3 separate regions of the Zea mays genome follow, and regions 2 and 3 are each linked to region 1. A link is a contact called in public Hi-C data. All regions are on one chromosome and are shown on one strand. The core of a region is the stretch at or near the end of the contact, and the rest is flanking DNA. Distances in the headings are between cores, read along the strand shown.

Region 1 (2,700 bases), core at 188-2,687:
TATATAAAACAGATCTAATGCTAGCGGCTTAAACAGAAGTAAGATTTAGAGAAGAAATAACCGAGACATGTCTTATGTCTCCACTTTTACAGAGATTGCACCGAACCTAGGACCTTTGGCTCAGTGGAAACTAGAAAGGCTTCTCACCACTGCGCCACACATGATGTTAAAGAACTAACATTTTTTATCCTTGCTTTTCCACCTCCTCCTAGCTACCGGACAGTGGAGAGTTTCAACTGTCTTGTTTTTTTACTTCTCAAACTGCATTTAGTATATCTCGTATGTGACATGTACTCATTAAGGCTAAAACAACTCGTATCAATTGATAAGGAGTCCGATTCCAAGACATACCGGGTCACGCCTTATGTATCTCGTATATATGATTAGGACTCATGAATATACAAGCTAAAAAAGAACTCGCGTCTGTAGAGTCCGAATCTGTTCTAATATATATTGGGTTCTATTGCAACGCACGAGCATGTTTCCCAATAAAACAAATGATTTTTAGTTAAAAAGAACGAATCACTAGGCTGAAACTGAAGGGGTGTTTGGTTCCCAAGTTTAGTTTGTATCACATCAAATGTTTAAATATCAATTATGAGTATTAAAAATAGACATAATTAGGTTTAGTAAGTTTGTCTCGCCTTTTAATCTTCATATGTGTAATTAGTTTTGTAATTATACTATATTTAATACTGTATTCCCATAATTATCATTCAAACATTTGATTTGACAGGTAAACTTTAGTTGGGTGGAACCAAACACCCCCTGTGACCAACCTTCAATGCAGCGCTACACACATTTTATCACGACTGGATTCCACAAAGGATGTTACATTTTTCAAATCTGCTGCTAAACTCCTAGATATCAGTTGTGATCATATTTCACCTACCGGCAGAATTCTGAAGTCTCGAGATAAACATAAACCCTTTCAATAATTATAAAAATTCCCTAACGCACCAACAAAAGGGGGCGCTTCCCATTTCCCAAATCATGCCAACTAACCGGAAATCCCAATTCGACTTGATTAAAAACAGACTCAAGGCACTCAGCGTCAAGCCCACAAGTATTCCAAAGTGCAAACGAAAACATATTATATACCAGGTAATATCAATCATACCAAACGGTTCGAAATTCTACAAATCGGCACAGACCAATACAATCCATACAGGCAAACCAACACACCATCTATCCGGCAGATTCTAAGATGAGCGTAGGCATGGACTGATCTCTCCAAATTTCTCGCACGTGAGCACCGTACCCTTTGAGCACCAGATACGTTGCCAATACAAGGACAGAGAAACAAACCAGCTTCTTGGCGCTGTTGGCCTCCTCGATCTGGATGCTCCACTCCTCCAGGCTGTGGATCGCGATCACCGTCCCCTCTGTCGGCGTCACCGGTGTTGCCGCCGCCGCTGCCGCCTCCGAAGCCGCCATCTACGTCTCCCGCGCGCACGCTACCGCTAGGTGAGGAACTGAGGACTGAGGGGGAGCGGAGTAGCGGACACACTGGACGCGGACACGGAACACGGATCTGACTTTCTCTCTCCTCCCCGAGACGCGCTCCGGTAGATATTTGCCGTTCGAGGGGAATCGAATTTATCCCATGGGACCACATTACGAATATGCCCTAGCGCCCACGGAAAATTACGATCAGGGGCTCCGGCGCAGCGAGTCTGAACCTGCCCAACTGGCAACGGCCCTGTTCCCATAGTCTCATGCTCAAAATAATAAAATAAAAAATATTTATCGTCCCCTATTCAGTAGCCTAATTGTAATTTTATATTAAAAAAATGATTTTCGTTTGCTGCTGAATTTGATGTCCGTCGGATGGGTATCAAATAAAATTTTAAAAACAAAATCACTAAAAACAAAGGAGAAGACCAAACTGCCCCATATCTTTTAACTCCGGTCCCTGGCTCGTCCGGCCCATTAGACTCACACGCACGTGCCTCTGAATGACGGAGTGAACTTTAGCCGGAAAAAATCAAATATTTCTAAGGAACAATTGGATCTATACCATTAAAAGATCCAAACTTTAGATATATACCATGGACCCCACGTGTCATTGACTCATGTGGACCCACATGTAAGTGAGATAGTAATGGTATGGATCCAAAGTGGTGATCTTTTAATGGTATGGATCTAAATTTCCCTATTTCTAAATGCGATTGGATTCTGGAAAATATTTAGCGATATTTAGATCTCTAAATAAATTTGTTAAAAATAGTATTATAAATATTAATAATTTCTTATATATAGCCAAAGTTTAAAAATTAAATTAGAACGACGCTTAGGACATGTTTAAGAGTAGTGAATTGAAGAGGCTAAACTCTTCTTACTATTTAAAACTAAATAGTAAAAAAATTAGTTGTTTCAATTCCCTTCTGTCAAACAATCCTTGGAGGGACAGGAGAGTGCATGGTTTATGATTTGCAACAATTTTTTGCTTTTATTTTTCTCCAGCATACTTATATGTTTTTCCAATTTGTTAAGCTTTTTTTTACTTTTGTTTTTCTCTATCTTACGTAATTATGTGTGTCAGGGACCATAATTAGGGGTATCCTCAAGACTCATAATTCTCAGCTGGTAACCTCCATCAGCATGAAGCTGCAAAGGCCTGATGGGTGCGATTAAGTCAGGGATCAGTCCATTCGAGCGACTCGATCATGCCTCGCCCGAGCCTAGCCTCGGACAGGG
Region 2 (2,700 bases), core at 63-2,562, 170 kb after region 1:
CATTGAACGCAATACAGAATCTCACATGGACTGTGAAACTATTTTTGATTCATATGTGACTTTTGATGTCTGACTTATCTAGTTGTCACCAGATCATTTAAATGACCCAATCTAAAGAACAGGTGGTAGTCATTTACTAACTTTGTTATAGCAAAACTCAGTGTCGTTTGGATTGGATCTAGATCTAGTGCCTGGAAAGAGCTAAAAAGCTTCAAATGACTGAGATCATACAGTTTGAAACTTCTAGTCAGTACAACAGCGAATGTTCATGTAAACAAAACATTAATAGGATAGGATGAGAAACACCATAGGTGTAATTTAGTCCATAGAAAATGAAGTGAGCTATTGTTGTCGATTGATAAATCCTCCATGTTTCGGCGCACCTGGTGAAATCGTAAGTTCCAAAATGGGCTTGAATTCCTCAGCCTCGGTTCCCTTTACTGTTAGGCTTAATCCACGAGTCGAATCTACTCCTTATACGAACGGTCAAGTGGATATTAACCCACTACTGTGTACCTCGTTCACTCGTTCAGATGTGCTAACCATAGAGTTGTCAACAGGGTCCCTAACAATGAATCTGAACACTACACTGGAGTGGACTCTGATGTGGGAGACAGATGGGTTTTGCAAATTTCAACCTAAGCAAAACATAGAGCAGATCGAGTAAGGGACGCTCACCGCAGCTGCCTTGGTCCTTGACCTTGGTGACGGCCCCGCTCTTCCTCCAGTCCAGCGCATCAGGCACCGCGGCACCGCCGCCGAGGCCCCAGTACACGGGCGCGGCGCGGCTCCGGAGCGCCGCCCCCGGCGCGATGCGGCCGAGGCGCGCGGCGCGGAACTCCTCGTGCGTGAGGTCCGCGAAGGCGTTGAGCGCGAGCGTGTAGGACGGGGGCGCGGCGCCGCCGCCGCCGCCGCCAGCGGCGTTGGCGCCTGCACGGGCGTTGTGCGCGGCGACGAAGGCGGCGTTGTCCGCGAACACGGCCAGCCGCGCGGCGCGCTCCTCGGGCGTGGCGTAGGCCTTCCCGTGCTCCGCGCACCAGGCGTCGAACTGCGCCTCGATTGCCGGCGGGTCCCCGCCGGCGCTAGCGGTGGCTGCCGCCACGGCCAAGGCGGCGAGCGTCAGGAGGAGGAGGTGGTGGTGGACGGAGGGCATTTTTGGTGATTCCACCCACCACGGAACGGCACTCCGTGCCTACGAGTGTGAGCCCGGAGGCACGAGGCGGAGTTTTAGGTAGGGTTTGGATTGGGCGTGTATGGATCGCAGCCGTACGCCGGGATAGCGCAGAAATGTGGAGAAGAGAAGCGAAGATGGCGACGACTACACGAGCGCGCTGGGAGAGCAAGGCAGGCGGGGCGGCCTATTGGATGGAGGCGATGAACGAGCCACAAGGAAAGCGACGGACGACTCACTCGAGGTCGGGGGCAGCGAGCAGATTGGTCCAGGTGTGTGATACACGTGGGAAGAATAGGGCGGGTAGGTTGGGGAACCGCCTCTGCGTGCTGCGGCCGGCTTCAGGCCACGCTGCGTCCGCGCGACGCAGTAGTTTTTGGGAAAATATCCTATACAACCACTTATCCTGGTACTATCAAGCGATCCGGTGCATTCGATATATATCTAATGATGACTGTTATTTTATATTTACCCCTTCCACCTAAAACATAGTACCTATTTTACTTTTAACCTCTTTCATATGAAACCGTTGGATCTAGATTGGATGCTCTGGATAGTTTGATTGCACGCTTGTACCAAAATGAGTGATTGCACATGATATGTCCTCGTAGTTTCGTCGGTGAGAAAATTTTGAATAGACCTCCGCGAGCGGCTCATTCGTTATGAGGAACAAGGGCAGTCGGCTAGTTTCATAGTTGAATAGATTGTCACGTTATTATTTTACTGAAAAATATGGATAAATCTTCTAGTGCTAGTTTAGAAACCCCAATTTCCTAAAGAAAATGAACTAATTTTCTTTGAAAAAATAAAAATTTATTGAAAAAATGTGGTTCCTATACTAGGCCCTACAGTTATATTCTCCTTCCGGTGGGATCTGTTGTGACTGTCTTCTTCCCAGAATCTACGGTACTCCGGACACTTCTCTATTTTCATATATAATAACTAGGTGAGTGCCCGTGCGTTGCAACGGGAAAATATAATACTATGATAACTTATATATATAATGTGTGCTACATTGTTATAAGAAAATGTTTTATAATCTATACACAAAGATGAGATTTCTGCAAATAATACCATGCCACATCACTAAAATATGAATGGCTCACTTATCCCTCATAACAGTAGCCTTGTCTCTGATTTAAGTTTAGGCACATTACAAATACTCAAACCGCTCAGCAAGTCCTTTTGCCGCTTCTTCAGAACACCAGATGTTATGGCATCCTACTTCTCTCCTACCTCATCACTGGAATTCTCAAGCCAATCTAGTATAGGCTTACTGTAATCAGTGGCAGAATAATGTCTTGTATCATTGTAGAACGTATCATGAGATAGAAAATGGAGATTTAAAAATTATGCATAGTTCTTCAAAAACAAATATCCAGAAAAGTATTCAATTATAAAAAGGAAAAGCATACCACAATAATATAATACCCAGAATGACCGTGTTGTCCAGCCAGCTCCATCATCTTAACAGGCAAACAATAAATGTTATCCCTTAGATCAGTAAGAAATTGGCTTCCCACCAAAAG
Region 3 (2,700 bases), core at 121-2,620, 190 kb after region 1:
AGTTTGATGTAAGCACCACCGCATTCAATATCTTGCTCAATCTTTAGAGAGTACTGGATCACCAATGTCCGGTCCTTGTTACTAAATTGTGGGAATTTTGCTGATATAGCAAAATGTTTGGCATCCCCAGTTGTTTGTATACCTGAAAAGATGATTCCATAATGCAAATAATCATACGACGTATGAAATAAACCATGGAAAATAAGGTTATATATTTTGTGGCTTTAAAAGTTGAACATGATTGATATAGTATGCACAAATCGTGGAATGTTTCTCTTGTTTTCTAACATAAAATGTTTATGATAAAAACAGGGGCCACATGGAATGCAGCCTGAGCTCTTTGATTGAAGTTTCAGAAAATGCTCAAGTTTAGTGGATGTATTAACATGGATAGATTCAAGGCATATCTGGTTGGAAACTGGGTATCAAAATAGCCACTGTCACTATCAAATACAGTTTTTTTTGGTAAAACACAACAAACAAGTAAAGGGTAGGGCTATATGCCCCCCTTACTGCACATAAGATAGCACTCATGAATAAACCATCACCTTTATCGTCAGGGTCTCCAGAGTAGGTTCCCGCTGTGTGTCGGAAGGTTCCAGCTTGTCCTTGGCTCTTCTTCCAATCAGATTTCACCCAGCGGCTATCCCACCCATCTGAATGTTACCAAGTTGCGTAATTTCATGAATCACAAATAAAACAATACACCTAGGAAAACAAGAAACTTGAGCAGACATCAGCTACTGATAACTTCATGGACAGCACAAGACATCAGATCGATAGGACATCGGACTGTAAGCCAACTACAAATAAGTTCTTCGACTCCTGGAGGCAGGACCATTGGAGGCTTGGAGCATTTCAGAAGGCACAACTAGCAGTAGCAATATCTCTGGAATAATTCACTTCTTTGAGAAGCTAAACCACGTGAATAGTGAACAGCTCACTCAAACAACAAACTGAAATTCTGAATCTGTCAGTGTAAGCAGCAAATCAGTAACTCGTCACAGTGATACCAAGCTAAACTAAACCAGCGAATAGCAAAAAAAAAAATGATCCAACACAATCACAGAATCATCCGAATCCTTATAGCATCCAGTTAGACGCGCTACCTAGCTAAATCGGGGGGAAAACCAACAGAGTCACGCGTGGTCGTACCATCGAACCGTTCCTCGAAGAAGATTTCGCCGGAGGCGAGAAGGAGCAGCGACGAGAGGACAAGCGCGCGGTGGAGGAAGGCTCGCCCGTCACGGAGGCGGCCCATCGCCTCGCCCTCAGGCCTCAGTACCCGCCGGCCGCCGCTCGCTCACCCGAGCCGAGCCCCCGTACGGCGACTCGGCGACGAGCTTTTCCTACCACTACTCCACTGCCACTCTCGGTGGGCAACTGGGAACCGCAAAGGGAATATTTGTAAAGAGAGCGGATCGGTGAAGGGGCTCAGGTGCGGTGGCTATTCACGACGATGCCACTCCGTCCCGTGCCTTATCGCCAACGGGGATGGCATTCTCGTGGTTGTTACGAAAGCGCGGGTCAGCTTGGGAGAGAGTAGGGAGGTCACTCGCTGCCTCGCTGGTGATGGTGAAGGCCGGCCGGTCGGGTCTTCCGTGGCGGACAGCGACGCGACGCGACGCGCGATGACGTTGACTTTGTCAAAGTCTATGGTGGACCTGGACTCCCATGGGCCACAGCGGCTCGGCCCGATCGAGCTGTGGTCTGTGGAGACCTGAGCCAGAGACCTGGGCCTACTACTACTACTGAAGCACGACGTTAACTACTCGCTGTCTGCTCAGCGTCACGGATCCCCGCACCAACGAATCGCCGCTCGCCGGAGCTGCGGCGAGCCGGCGACAGCCACTAGGCGTTCGCCATGTCATCAGAACGACGTGTAGGGTGTAGCCTGTGCTGTGCATGTCATGCTCCACGGGGGAAGAAACTTTTTGGTCGTCTTAGCTTCCAGTGTCTGTCTATCACTGTCAGATTCTCACGTCCAAGTATCCAGCGCGTGAAGACCATTTTGTCGCGAAATGATACGGACGTAAGGTAACCGAAGCATATACAATGCCCGGTAAAAAATATATTTCTAGCTGTCGCTAAAACCCATTCAAAAAATCCCAGAATAGAGAGCTAACATAGTGACATCTACTAAAATAAATAATTTGACACTAAGGCACCCAACAGAAATAACAAGAGTCTATAAGAAGCAACTAAAGAGAACTAAGTCTTATCGGGCCTCGGACACTCTAAGTATTGGTTTGGAGTGGATCTATGGACCAGAAAAATCACTTGCAAGAGGTATTCTTTATGGATTTCCTCTAATTTTTTTGTCACCAAACTAGCCCTAAAGTATCAAGACCCCTACCCCTACTCCCCTAGTGCCCCCAAACGTTCTAGACTGAGATGATCTAAGTCTTTGAGACTCCTTGTGTCTTGAGGCACTGATGACTGATGATCAAGTCCAAACCTCTAGGACCCATCATACTCTAAGATGTTCTAAAGAGTAATTAATGTGGCTAAAGTGTAATTATGTCTCAAAATCGAAGTATACGCTTGGACCCACCAAGGGCAGTATGGCTCTGAGGTTAGGGCCCCACATGTAAAAAACCCTCACGATAAGCCCATAGTGTTAGCTTGTCAGATAAATATCATGTATAACACATTAAATGTGATATATGCGATATTATAGACCTAACAAGTGTAGTGTTG

Evidence for each region. Hi-C and Micro-C count contacts between places; a contact is called where the count stands out from the background.
Region 2: a contact with region 1 is called in a Hi-C map of leaf, with 8 times the contacts expected there. The contact joins the promoter of LOC100273952 here to the promoter of LOC606450 in region 1. A contact is called at or near these places in 4 of 25 Hi-C or Micro-C datasets (ear, endosperm and leaf).
Region 3: a contact with region 1 is called in a Hi-C map of ear, with 1.6 times the contacts expected there. The contact joins the promoter of LOC100382232 here to the promoter of LOC606450 in region 1. A contact is called at or near these places in 4 of 25 Hi-C or Micro-C datasets (bundle sheath, ear, endosperm and 1 more).

Annotation. Positions count from the first base shown.
Region 1 is chr6:169,203,080-169,205,779 of Zm-B73-REFERENCE-NAM-5.0, reverse strand. It overlaps LOC606450 (thioredoxin h1 protein), which reads right to left and starts at 1,437. Exons shown (of 3, transcript NM_001112318.1): 1 at 1,309-1,437. The coding sequence starts at 1,437.
Region 2 is chr6:169,030,815-169,033,514 of Zm-B73-REFERENCE-NAM-5.0, reverse strand. LOC100273952 (xylem bark cysteine peptidase 3) reads right to left here and starts at 1,312. Exons shown (of 6, transcript NM_001148341.1): 1 at 679-1,312. The coding sequence starts at 1,153.
Region 3 is chr6:169,013,032-169,015,731 of Zm-B73-REFERENCE-NAM-5.0, reverse strand. LOC100382232 reads right to left here and starts at 1,370. Exons shown (of 14, transcript NM_001174987.1): 1 at 1,156-1,370; 2 at 549-656; 3 at 1-142. The coding sequence starts at 1,261.